Regions from separate parts of the Hordeum vulgare genome. Here region 2 is linked to region 1. A link is a contact called in public Hi-C data. All regions are on one chromosome and are shown on one strand. The core of a region is the stretch at or near the end of the contact, and the rest is flanking DNA. Distances in the headings are between cores, read along the strand shown. Region 1 holds the start of LOC123402033. Region 2 holds the start of LOC123401014.

The links. A called contact is a pair of places that touch in the nucleus more often than the background predicts.
Region 2: a Hi-C map of seedling shows a contact between it and region 1, with 4 times the contacts expected there. The contact joins the promoter of LOC123401014 here to the promoter of LOC123402033 in region 1. A contact is called at or near these places in 1 of 6 Hi-C or Micro-C datasets (seedling) and 1 of 1 datasets of contacts at active chromatin or transcription factors (embryo).

Annotation. Positions count from the first base shown.
Region 1 is chr6H:346,156,862-346,164,002 of MorexV3_pseudomolecules_assembly, forward strand. LOC123402033 reads right to left here and starts at 3,120. Exons shown (of 3, transcript XM_045095891.1): 1 at 2,638-3,120; 2 at 1,880-1,954; 3 at 220-354. The coding sequence starts at 2,833. The coding sequence ends at 260.
Region 2 is chr6H:346,728,151-346,735,291 of MorexV3_pseudomolecules_assembly, forward strand. LOC123401014 reads left to right here and starts at 2,500. Exons shown (of 14, transcript XM_045094732.1): 1 at 2,500-2,706; 2 at 3,588-3,735; 3 at 3,836-4,093; 4 at 4,518-4,692; 5 at 4,810-4,871; 6 at 4,958-5,121; 7 at 5,235-5,332; 8 at 5,939-5,997; 9 at 6,076-6,210; 10 at 6,301-6,554; 11 at 6,626-6,785. The coding sequence starts at 2,618.

The sequences.
Region 1 (7,141 bases), core at 1,870-4,369:
CAAATGCGTACGATCAAGATCAAGGACCCACGGGAAGATATCACAACACAACTCTAGACACAAATAAAAGCATACACACTTCATATTACAAGTCAGGGGCCTCGAGGGCTAGAATATAGAAGCTCGAGAAACACATGAGTCAGCGGAAGCAACAAATATCTGAGTACAGACATAAAATAAGGAAATGCCTTAGAGAAGGCTAGCACAAAAGATACATTGATTGAACGAGGCGAGGTCTCCTACCTAGGAACCTCCTAAACTACTCCTGGTCGTTAGTGGCCTCCACGTAGTAGTAGACATCGTCGGGGTAGCAGACGTGGTCGGCGGGATACGCCATCTCCTGGGCTCCATCATCTGGACGAAACAATTGTATCAAGGGGCGAAAGGGGAGCAAGGCAACAATGAGTACTCATCCAAAGTACTCGCAAGACTAACATCAGAACTATACTAAGTATGCATCAGTATTAAAGGAATGGGGTTATACGTGGACTGACTGCAGCAATGCGAGAATAGAGAGAGGAGACTAGTCCTATCGAAGACTAGCATCTTCAACGTCTTACAGCAATAGACGAGAGTAGAGCAAGCAACACAAATATATAGTCCTATTGTTGTGCATTATTAATTAAGGTCATGCCCAAAGATCGTTCCTCGACTCCCTGCGAGAAAGCAATCCCGGAGCAAACATTCCAGTTAAGTAACATTTAAAGTTGTATAAGATCAGGGCACAACTCCAAGTTGTCCTGTAACCATGGACATGGCTATTCGAATAGTTAATTTTCATCCCTGCAGGGTGCACCACAGTACCGAACACGCTTGATAAACAAGCCGGACACACTTTCATGGGTCATGCCCGGCCTCAGAACATCAACACGTCGCAACCCTACCTAGGCTCAATAGGGGGGCTAGCTCGATGGTCTAAATCCTAAGTGCGTAGGGGTCATGTGCCTATCACCCTTTGCGCTCCTGCATGATGCAAGGGCGTCCAATGTCAGTCATGGCACCTCTTATACAAGAACGATGCTTATATCGGCCACTCGGGCACGCGTAGCTCCGTTGCTGACGTCTGAAGAGATTCAGCTGATACCACGACGTCGAGTACCCATAACTTATCACAGGTGAAGGTTAGCGCGAAAAGGTCTCCCGACCAACTCACATCAAATACCCAAATCTCTTTAGCATTTGCATTAACACTGCAGCGACAATCAGCAATCCACGATATGTGGTCCCATCACCCCGTCTATAGGATGTGTGGCAAGGGCCTAGAATGCCCGGCCACGCCCCGTCACATTTACGCGGGAATCCACCCGCAACACACCTCATCATTTTCCCAGTAGCAAGGTCAAGTAATTGTGCGCCTGTAACATCAGAGGGATCCGAGGTATCACCATCGATGGATTCTGAATGATGTAACCATCAAGGTGGCTAGGGAGGAATCACCCTCAATGGACCACGTTTGATGGGTTGTACGACAGAGTCGTTATCGAAGGTGGTGAAGGAGGAATCACCTTCCGAGAACCATCGCCAGTCAACTACACTACAACGCTAACATCGGAGTACGTAATGAGGTGTCACCCTCGGTACTTGATAGTAGCTCTGCAGCGTCGTACGACTTAGGGGGTGTGAGTGATGTGAAGGGTCTTGGCTCGTCGATCAGTAGATCGAGATTTGGTGATAAAGCGGGCAACTGGACTAAGGGGTAAATGGTGATCACTGCTCCACCTATACTAAACAGTTTAAAGTGCAGTAAAATAAAGTAGCAGTTCATCAAAAACAGGTTATGCATCAGAATAGGAGCTATCTACAACAGTAGAAAAATCTAATACAAGCATGAGGAAGAAATAATAGGCGATATAGGAATGATCAAGGGGGGTTTGCTTGCCTGGTTGCTCTACAGACAAAAACGGATCCTCGACCAGGAAGAAGTCAATCACCGGATCATCATCGGTCTTGGGGTCTACCGGAAAGGAAGTAATATAGGTGAAACATTATAAATAATAGAGCAATCAATTGCATCACAAAGCATGACATGGCTATATGCGACGCTAGGTATGAGCTAACACAGTATTACACGTAATGGATGGAGCGGGAAAATAGTTGACGATATATCTTCGGTTTGTGGCTACTACCACAAGGATAAATCGGGGAGGAAAGTTCTATGTTCATCATGCTAGGAGCATGTGACAAATGAAAGGATAGCGTATTCAGATTTTGTGATTTTTCTGATCAACTTTCATATATAAATTATTTTCATTGACTACAGATTATTTTATATTAATTTTTAAAGTTTTATTATTTTTTAGGAATTAACATATTTGTTCAATTAGAAAATACTAAAATGACATCAGTATGACCTCACTATGATGTCAGCAGTCAACATGACTCCTCAATGGTCAGACTAACCTGTGGGGCCCATCTGTCATAAATACAGGGTTGTTTGATTTAATTAAAACATCTAATTAACTAAGAGGGCCCCACGCATGAGTGGGTCATTAACTTTAAACTAATTAAATTATTTAATTTAATTTAATTATTAGGTTAATTAGGTGGTGCCACCAATTAGTGCACGGGCTAATTAACTAAAGTATTTTAATTAGTCCTAAACTAAAGTAGTCTGAATCTAAACAAGGGCCGACCCACCTGGTAGTGGCACCGGCCACACACTCACACGCGCGCGTGCTGGGTTGCCTTGACCATGGCTTTGGCCATGACCGGCAGCATCAGTAGCAGCCGCCGAGGAGAGGGGAAGGCCCATGCGCTGGCCGGGGCACAGTGGGGAGCGGTGGCGGACGCAGCGCAGGGGCGCGGTTGGAGGTGTAGGTGGCGAAGGGGGCATAAGCGACGAGCGCCACCGACGCCTGGCCAGGGCGAGGCCGCGTGCGGGAGGACGTGGGCGCGGCACACGCAGTGCAGGGCAGCCGCGGAGGCCAACGACTTGGGCGTGGGGCGAGCGGCGCAGCGGGCGGCGCGGGGAGCAGCGTGCCGCAGTGGGGCGAAGGCGGGCAAGCTTGCGGTGGGGGGGAGGGTGCGGCGAGGGGGAGGGGCCGCCGGAGTGGTGCCGAAGGATAGGGTGCGCACGACAATCGGACCAAGGGGGAAAGAGAAGTGGGGAGGGAAGGAGGGAGCAACTCACCCCCGTATGGAGGGGAGTAGCAGCAGGCTCGGGGGGGAGGCGGGGGAGGCCGGCGGTGAGGAGGATCCAGCGGAGGGGCGCGATGGCCGGCGAGGAAGGTTGGCGGCGCGGACGTTCTCCCAATCCAGTCGGGGCGAGGGGGATAGGGGAGTGAGAGGAGAGGGGGGAGTGGGGCGACAGCGGTGGATTGTCGGTGGGATGAGGGTATAGGGCCCAGGGTGGGCCGATCGGGCCGACCGATTGGGGAGGCCAGGCTGGGTTTCGGCCCAAGGGGGAAGGGGCTTCTTTTCTCCCCTTTTTTTATGTTTTTATTTTTGCTTTTTTATTTTATTTTATTTCTGTTTTATATATTTTAGTAAGAGTAATCTTTTTTAAAAATATAGAACTCGGTCCATTATCTATATTACATTTTTAGACACTGCCATAAAAAGTTTGACATTTATTTAAAGTGGTTTGGAAATTTATATGATTTAAAAAGGGCATTAAAATTATTGTTTGTCTTATGTTTTAATTGTTTTAAGGGCTTTAATTACTCACAAAAATGGTGGTTCAAATTTTAGAAACACCAGTGGATTATTTGCAACTCATTCATGATTTTTATTTTATAGTTTGAAGAAATAATTTATTTGACTTTAATTTTAATTTGAATTTAGTTTTGGTTTTTATCAAGTGGCAATTTATCTTAGCTAATCTTGATAACATGGCACCATTAGGGTGTGATTACTGTAGCTTGATTACAACCTGTAGCCTAATCCGGAGATGTCACACGGCCCATGCCACTCATGCCGTCCATAGGAGCTCCCATGCCTCCCATGGTCATGACTCTTTTTTTGACCAAGACTTCTTCATGGGCAAGATTGACGTACTCCTTTTGCTTCTCATCGAGGGTAGATGTGTCCATAAAGATCAAGTACTTCTCCCGTTCCAACAATCTAGTTCGCTCCTGCATGGCCAATATCTTCTCCTCCAATGCCACCTTCCTCTCCTCGACCGCCACCCTCCTCTCCTCGGCCGCCAACCTCCTCTCCTCGGCCGCCGCATCTTGCTTCCTTGCCATCTTCCTCACCTCGTCGCTTCCTTCCTTGCGTTCACAATAGCTTCCATGTCATGTTTTAGCTCATCATCTCCTTTCCTCTTCTTCTTTTCTTTTGCGTCTTTCTTGCCTCCATTTGGTCTTTTGGCTTCGAGTAGGCAACCAAGTTTGGTGTAGGGCTTCTCTTGCCGCCATCACTTGATGCCTCCTCCTCGTCATCATCCAAATCAATAGTTTGCTTGTGTGTGTTGCTCTCCTCATTGGCACCTTCACGGGGCTTCCATTTCTCATCATGCTTCAACGCATCATAGCAATGGGGCAAGGTAAATGGCCACCCTTTCTTGTTCTTTCCTTTTTTGGTCTTCTTCTCCTCTCCTTGAAATATGTTTTGTGCAATAGTGAGCTACAAACAAAAGAACAAGTTAGCACTTGAAACACTAAAGAAGAAGCATGAACAAAGAAGAGACATGAACATGGAAGAACCGTGAAAGAAATGGCACTTACCCTATCTCTATCATTAGTGGCACTTGGGTTTAACGTGTCAACTACCTTAAGTGCAGCCGCCCACCTTTGACAATCTTTGTTGGTTGTCAACCACCGGAAGCAAAGAGATCTTTCTGACCGGTCAATTCCTATTTGTTGTGCAAATCAAAGTGCTCCTTCATACGGATCCAATATGCATCTCTACTTTGGTCCCCTCCAACGGTGGCATCCCTAGACACTTGCAACCATGTATTGCATAGCAAGATGTGTTTGTCCATGGTGTAGTTGCCCGCTCTTTCTTTCGGTGCATCAAAGATAACCTCACCATCCTCGTCTACCTCAAACTCATGATCATAAAAATGCACCTCATTGGTTTGAGATCAATGAGAATTGTTGGAGCCAACACCCATAGTTGACATATATGTCTCATCATTAAAACTACAAAGGATATACAAAAAACAAATAAGCTATCCATATGTATCCATTCGAAAAACAACAACGAAAAAAGTGGGCAAAATTTTACCTTGTGGGCATTTCAATGACCACCTTGTGCGCATCGACCGCCGACGCAGCAAGCGAGCTCGTCGGCGCTTCGGTCGCCGCCGCATCCGTCGCACGCCCTGCAAGTCTCTTCTTCGGTCGTCTAGAGGAGCCGTCCACCACCTTGTTCTTCTTCTTGGACACCTTGCCCGTCTTCGCCACCGCCGCATTTGGGAGCTTCGAGTGGGGTCACGTGGCTTCATGGCGGGCGCCGGCGCGACGCCACCCGCCGCCGAGGTTGTCTGTGGCACCATGAAAAGGCCGCGCGCGAGACCGGTGGTTGGAGGAGCACCGACGAAGGCGAAACCAAAGCTCCCAGCGCTAGGGTTTGCGCCGGCGGCGGCGACGACAACGACGACGGGGTCGCGGGTGTAGTGAGGGGTGAGGGGGGGTGCCGGTGCGGCCGTCCATCGAGCGAATTTGTCGGTGGCGACGCGGTCGAAGAGGGTGCGACGCACGCGTTTGAGTGTGCACCACGCTGGAGCGCGCGCATGAAATAAGCGGCGTGCGATGCCGTTTCGCCCCGCATGCTGAACCCTTATGCCGCGTGCGCGGTTTTTGAGCCTACGCTGGAGCGGCTGTGCGCGTGCAAAAAACATATTTTTCCAGCACGACGCTTATATCGCGCGGCTCTTGGAGATGCTCTAATTACTTGATACAAATTATCCTACTATCAAACTATCTGCTATCATACCTTTCAGCATGTGTGTAACATGCCTTTGTTCGGAATGTTTAGAAAAAGATTTTTAAAAAGTAGGACTAGAAAATTTAGTTTTGTTTTATCTGATTAAATTGAGTTATTATAAATTTGAGGGTTTAATTTTATTAAACACCAACCAAAATTAAACTTTTGGTTTTGTTCTTTACTTTTAGTTGGATTTTGTATTTGTGGAATTTGACATTTTAAATTATGTGTATTTGTATTTTGGAACTTCTTTTAATTTTTATTTGAGCTTCTATTCCTGTTCTAGATTTTTTTTCAAAAGATCTAATCCATGAAATATGTTATTTGTCGTCCATTGCATCAAGTTGTCGGTGCTTCGCACACGCAACCGAGCAGCAACACAACCGGCCGGTCCATATAACTGTTCGAGAGCCCCGGTATTAGGAACCTTCTAGAGGTTTCATTTCTGGTTTGGAGAAACTTCTAGAAGGTTCCTGAACACGTTTTTTTTTCTTTTTTATTTGTTCTTTTCTGTTTCTAGTTCCAAATATGTTCTGCATTTTCAGAAAAAAATCTGGATTTTAAAAAAATGTTTGGGATTTTAAAAAATAATTCTTCAAATTCAAAAAATGTTTTTGCATTTCAAAAAAATTTAGATTTTCAAAAATGTTCTAGATTTTGAAAAAATGTTGTGGGTTTTCAAAAAATGTTTTGTATTTTTTGAAAAATGTTTGAGATTTTCATTATATGTTCTTAAAAATGAAATATGTTTTTTTAAGAAAATGATCTAGACTTTTCATAAATTGTTCTTCAAAATCAAAAAATGGTTTTTTCTTTTAGAAATGTTTTTACGAAAGAAATAATGTTTTATTTTATTCCTTCCTATTTCTTTTTCTTTCAGTTTTCATTTTCCAACTATTTTTTTATATGTTCATGTTGTTTTAACAATTATACACAATTGTCTTAAAATGTTTGCCTTCCAAAAAATTATTCATGTTTTCAAATATGTTGAGGATTTGAAAAAATGTTTACGCTTGCAAAATATGTTCTTGTTTTAAAATATTATTCATCACTATCCAAAATATTCACAAATTTAAAACAATGTTCTTCTTTCTAAAAAAGTATAGTAATATGAAAAAATCTTTGTGTTTCTTTCAAATATTGAAATATTTAAAATTTGTTCACAATTCAAAAGTGTTCAAGGTTTCAAAATTTGTTCACAATTCAAAAATATTTTCAGTTTTTCAATTAGTTCGCAATTTCAAAAATATTCATAATTCTATAATTTTGT
Region 2 (7,141 bases), core at 1,250-3,749, 570 kb after region 1:
CCAATATAATCCATGAATACTCTATGATAAGTAGATAACAAAACTATGAAAGCAATCTGTCCAAACATATCAGTGTGTAGCATTTTATTTAAAAGTCTATATGTATCTCCACAAATTATGAAAATTTAGGACATGATAAAAAAATTGTATGGCAGTACTTTGTAAAAAATTCAGAAATTCTCCACGTTCCATAAAAATTTGATAATTCAAATAGTACAACATTTTTTTGTGTACAACACACATCACACATGCAATTCAAGCATTCTAAAGGCAATTCTTGGAACTTCCTTATTGAAAAACGAGGTTATAAATAAGAACAACCAAAGTTTAAAATAAAATAAAATGACTTTTCAAGCAAAACATATTTTATGTGATGAAAAAAATATAGCTCTAAGTAAGATATATCGATAGTGTTGAAGACGAAAAAGGGCATGCTTTCTCGGGCATCACCAAGCTTAGACGCTTGAGTATTCCTTCGATATTACCTTGGCGGTGCCTTGGGCATCCCCAATCTTAGGTTCATGTTGCTCCTTATTCTCATCATATTGGTATCTCACCCAAAACATGAAAACTTTAATCACACAGAACTTAACGGAACTTCGTGAGACGGGTTAGTGTAATAAAGACAAATCATTCCCTTAGGTACTGCCAAGAAAAGATTAATAATTGTTCTCACATAATACCTACTATACTATATCATTCCCATAATTTATATCGCTGAATTTAATCTACGGAAAGAATAAAACAAGCAAACTATGCATGCAAAATAGAAACTGTCAAAAACAGAACAATGTGTAAATATCTGAATGAACACCATATTTCCCTGACTCTAAAGGTTATGAAATATGACAACACAAAGAATTTGCATAGTAAAACTGTGTTTTTAGAATTTTTTGACGCTCCACTAAAATAAGAGAAATTATGTACTGGACGTTAAGTTTTTGTTTTTTGCTTCAGTAAAATTAGGGGGGTGGACGCGCCCTATTTGCTTGTGGCCAGCAGGTGGCCCCCTCCGATGGTTCTTCGCTTCGGTATTTCTCATATTGTCCAGAAAAAATTGTTAAAAAGTTTCGGGCGATTCCAAGAATTTTTATTTTCTACATAAAAAACAATAACACGGTAATTCTGCTGAAAACAACGTTAATACGGGTTAGTTCTAATTAAATCATAAAATGCGTCAAAATCATATAAAAGTATTGTAAACGTAGGTAAATATGACATGAGTAGTTTATAAATTATCGATACGTTGGATACGTTATCGACACGATTGCGAACATCTTGGAAGACGTCGCACTACATCTTTTGTAGACCCTGGAGCTAGTCCATCTCTTCACCCCGTCGCGCGAAATCACTCGCTAGTTGGGTGTTCTACGTTTCAAGATGTGACAGTTCTACCTTACAATTGGAGAGTTTTTGCACGGCTTTGTCCGGAGTCTTCTCACTGTCTTCCATCACAGACTCTGCCTCCCCAATAAAGCTCTTCAGGGAACCCAGCTACCTTTCAAGGCCCAAACATTTGGCCTTAAGGGCTATGCTCTTCTTCGAAAAGCGTGTCTCTCAAAGAGTAAGCTCCCGCTAATATTCAGAACGAGCTTCCTCTTTTTGTTTGAGAAGGGCGTCCGCAAGTGCCTTCTTGATCTAAACGTCCTGCTTGTCAAACAGAAAGAGGAAGCTCAGGGGCCTTCGCGTCATCTCCGTGCTGACATGAGCTCGACACAATATTTTTCACCCTGCACCTCACGAGCCTAACTTAGAGGGAAACGACTGATTTAGAGCGTTTCTAATGATAATGAGTCTGACTGGTAGATGCTTTAAAATCCATGCGAGAGAAAAATTAGGCTAGCATCAAAAAGGACAAATTTTGTGTTTTAACCTTTTGTACTAACAAATTCAGAATTAACCTTGTTTTTTTAAAAAAAAAAGTGATTTTTTTGTCACGTCAATATGGGAGGCGCCATGATCCCTGATATCTGGTCCGTGTTCGGCACAACCGACTAACCCATTGATATGTTGACGTGACAAAGGACCGAACGCCAAAGACCCTGACGTTTGCACGTGATAAATGACCATACGTAAAGGATCCTGACGTTTGCACGTGATAAATGACCAAACGTCAAGTACCTTGACGTCTCGATGACGTGACCCATATTACCAGAAAGCTCTTGTGTGATCCGCTCGGGAAGGACCATACACTAGAGTGCCTGACGACTGGCCGTTTGTCATGTCAGCTGGGCAATGAGCCAGCCGGTCGTACGAACCACGGGTTAGACGTCACGAACCGTGTCGTCTTCCAAGCAACCCAATCGTCAAGGGTGTTAGAGTGATCATAACAGGCCATTTAAAAAAATTAAACAAGATCACTTTCGAATTTTATTAGCACAAAAGGTTATAACATAAATTTTGCGCCACCAAACACGCCACAACTCTCACGCTTGGAACGCACACGTACCGCACCGCATCGCGCAGCACGACACGACATTCCCTCTGTGCCCCACCACAGGACACGGACTCCCAACTCCCAACCTCCAGTGCATCAATCATCGCTCGCCCATCTCACCACCATGCCGCCTGTGCCTCTCCACTCCACTCTGCTCAGCTCACCTCCATAAGGTTTGGCATGGAACTGGGACTGGGAGCTCCAACTTCTCCGCCGCCATGGCGTCGCCATCTCTTCTTCCGCGCGCTCGTCATCTTCCTCTGCCTCTGGTCAGTGCGGCTCCCATCTCGTCCCGTGACCTGGATGCTCCAGAACGATGCGCTTTTCGTGGCGTTTCCTGTGCGTGTTTCATGATTATTTCGCCGCATCTGAGTGTCACTCGCGCACAACCAGCGTCTTTTTAGGCGGAAATGCTTTCTCTTCTGCTTGGGTCCCAGATATTTCCAGAGCTCGGGACGCCCCCTTCGGTTATTATTAGTTGATTCGAGATTTCCTATTGCGCATCTGATTGTCGACAAGATTGTGTTGTTCTTAGATTATTATATGCTCCAAATATATCTTCTTCCTTTTTAATGAAAAACAGTAGGGAAATACATCTCTCAATTTTGTGCCATGATATGAAAATAATTTAGCACAACATGTGGGACACAAATTCTGCCTCAAAAACAATAGGAAACAAAAAAGAAGCAGATCCTAAATGATTCTAAGATATAATCTCACTTTGTTTGTGAAGCTCCTGCAGTTTTCTTTAGGAGATTACGAAGAAAAGGATGGCCGCATCACTAATATGTGAATGTTTCTTCTTCTCTGACACAGTCGGTTTGCTCCCGTTGATCAAGATTTCACCTCTGTTTAATTTACGTCACATTGTTCCTAGCCTTGCATTTATTAGTGACTTCCTAGAAGATTATTCAAATACATTAACGGGATATACTTCGTCGGTGGGATACGCCACCTCCTGGGTTCCATTGTTCCTAGGTTTGCTTCCTAGTAGCATAATTGTATTAATGTAAAAGAAGTACTCCTACGAGCTAAGCGAGCATTGAGAAGAAAATGTTCCCTTTGGACAATAATTTTAATCATTTGACAGCCAAACAGATATTAAGCTAAAGAGAAATGACTCCAGTTAGTTCATACTGAACATTTTCAGGGTTACTTCTGAGGCAAATGAACAACATGCTGAGTTACCACCAAGAGGATGGAATTCCTATGATTCTTTCTCTTGGACAGTTGACGAAATTGCATACTTGCAAAATGCAAAGATTTTGGCAGAAAAGTTACTACCACATGGATATCAGGTGATCTACCAGAATTCTTTTATTTGGCGATACTTAATGGCATAAGAGAATATGAACAACGATGAATCTGATTAAATTTCTGTCCCTTGCCTACTGGTAGTATGCAGTTATTGATTACCTGTGGTACCGGAGGTATGTTGATGGGGCATATACAGATTCATATGGATTTGACAACATTGATGAGTGGGGTCGACCGTTTCCCGACCTCCAAAGATTTCCATCATCCAAAGGTGATAAAGGGTTCAGTCAAATTGCCAGCAAGGTTCATGAGATGGGTTTGAAATTCGGCATCCATTTAATGAAAGGAATAAGTACACAGGCTGTTAATGCGAACACACCCATCTTGGACATTGAGACGGTATGCTTCCTCTTCTGGAATGCTATTAGATTATTAATACTGTTGTTTCAAAATTATCTGTTAAAACAGAAGACAAATGGAATTCTTGGCCATGCGTTGCAATCTATAAATTTATTTGTGAAATATAATGAAATGAAGGGATATGATAATGGGAGCAGTGGAGATACCTTCATGGATTTCAATGGTCTATCATTACTGTATCTATCATACTGTTATAAATATATTATTAAAAGGAGGCAATAATGTTCTTTGCCAAATGAGACTACCCACAGTGGGAGTAACATAGATGCCACCTAAGCGAAAAATATGATGTGCACTCAAAGAATGTCATAGAACTTCATTTTATTATTGTTAAGTGTGGTGTCGAATGTCATAGAACTTCATTTTATTATTGTTAAGTGTGGTGCCTTCTTATCCTTTTCAGGGAAAACCCTATGTAGAGAATGGTCGGCAATGGGCAGCTCGTGATATTGGCCTGACCCATAAAACATGTGCATGGATGCCACATGGATTTATGAGTGTAAATACTGATATTGGAGCTGGACGGGCCTTCTTAAGATCTCTTTACCGACAGTATGCGGATTGGGGTGTTGATTTTGGTATGCTACTTCTAAATTTGTACTTCACGTTAGTTACATGATATGATATGGTAGAGAGCTCCCACCTTGGGGGTAGTTGACATTTCTTAAGTGTTGACATAACTACCATTCTTGCAGTGAAGGTTGATTGTATCTTTGGTACTGATTATAGCCCAGAAGAAGTAATAACTATTTCACAGGTAAATAACTTCACATCCTAGAGTTAGTTACACAAGTCCCTTTGAAATTGGTGCACCTTCAGAATCAGTTGATTTTCACATTGCAGCTCCTGCGAGAGCTTGACCGCCCAATAGTATTGTCCATCTCACCAGGAACTGAAGTCACTGTACCGTTAGCCGAAAACATCAGTGAACATGTTAATATGTATAGGATAACAGGAGACGATTGGGATAACTGGAAAGATGTTAGTTCACATTTTACCGTGTCAAGGTAAATCAAAACAGATATTCTCTGTATATCCATTACATACTCCTTATTTCTGTATTCAGTTTTTTTATATTCTCTAGTAAATAGGAACTTATTTGTTTGCCTATTCCACACAGTGCCTTCGCTGCTGCGAATAAGATCGGGGCCACCGGATTACGCGGGAAGTCTTGGCCAGATTTAGACATGCTTCCATTTGGCTGGCTAACTGATCCGGGTAATGATTTGTATCTTTACTTTGTATCATAATAATTATGATTCCCCTTGCCCACTGTGGCTGCTAACCAAGATGTTTAGTCACTTACCTTAGCAAAAAGAGAAGCTGTAAATAATTTAGTACGCTAGATAAGAACTGTACGATGCGACATTACTCATGCTGCTTTTGTTTGCACCAACTCAATATTCTATGGATCGTTGCTGTAGATTATGGATATCTCTGCTTGCTAGTTTTCATTGATTGAGACTACGATGATAATTCATGTCTTCAACTTCATAAATAGACCTGGAATATGACACGTCTCATTCAATATACTTAATTTTGAAAAAACTCAACTAACATGGTCTTAATTCCTGAATTATAACTTATAACTTATGCACTAGTTTTCCTTGAAAAAGAAAATTAGCTTGTACCATCACAAAATTGAGTAAACTGGAAAATATCCAGTGTGAGGCTTACATGTAGGGCCTGTTGCCTCATGTCAGTGACACTGCTGTTTTCCATCTCATGTAATCTTCTGATATTTGTTGGGGTACTGAGAAATTTGCTGATTCTATGAAGTGGTTTTATAACTAGAACAGACCTTTTTTCCCTTTAATAAGGCAGGTGTCAATCAGGGCCCTCATAGGCTGTGTAACCTTACATTTGAAGAACAGAAAGCACAGGTTTGCACTTGGTGATTTTCGTGCCTGATTTTCATTTTGTTTTATCCACTGAAATTTTTGTTTCATATGACCTTGCAGATGACACTATGGTCAATGGCTAAGTCGCCTCTCATGTATGGAGGAGATCTGAGACATCTCGACAATAGTACATTTAGCATTATAACCAATCCTACTCTATTGAAGATAAACCACTACAGTAAAAATAACATGGAGGTACCTGCATTTTAGGATTCTTACTACAAGTTTACACCAATATGTACACTTACATGGCCAATAAGCTGAGCTGTTAACTTTTTTTTTCAGTTCCATTATGTGTATGGTGAAACGACTTCGAATACAGGACATTCTGGTCACTTGAGTTCTCGGTATCCGCTAAACCTGACAAGAAAACATGATAGCATGGCCATGGGTCTCACTTCCTGCACCAGTGACCAAGCTAATGGATGGTTTGTATTTCCACAAGATGGGAAATCAGATCATATATGCAGGAACTATGAAACAGAGAATGGCAAAAATACCTCATTTTGCTTGGGGAAAACAAAACCTCTTCTTGCATCGTAAGTGCAACCCAATTATGAATGTAGAAGTACTCGTGTTATAATTTGTATGAACACACTATACGTTCTAGGGATGATGCTATCATGGAAAATGAAGAAGACCAAACAAGGTTCCATCTGGCAGTTGCAGACGTTAATGATTCTTGTTTGGATGCATCTGCTAGTCGGCGGCGGACTGCCTCAGAGATTAAGCTTCTCATGTTCTCCAGGTGCAAATGGCATGCAAAGCAGGTACACAGCTAATATATTTGCCCTAATACCAAAGGTACAACATGAGCCTGCTTGTATTTGGACTGTTCTCATTAGGACTGATGGAATTACTTTTAGATTTTCAGAGGTTTTTACAGTACGTAACCAAACTACTCACAAAACCCCATTTCTGTTGGCTGATGTGTTAAATACGTAATGTTCCTTGGTATATTACACTTTCATGGCAGCTGCTGTAACCATATTGGTCTCACAACGCCAATACATAACCATGTTTCAGCTTTGTTCTTTTTGTAATACTTGTGTCACGCTTACACTTCTAAATGAATAGCAACTAGCTCATCATGTTTTACATCTAATTTCTCTTGGAGTTTATTTTT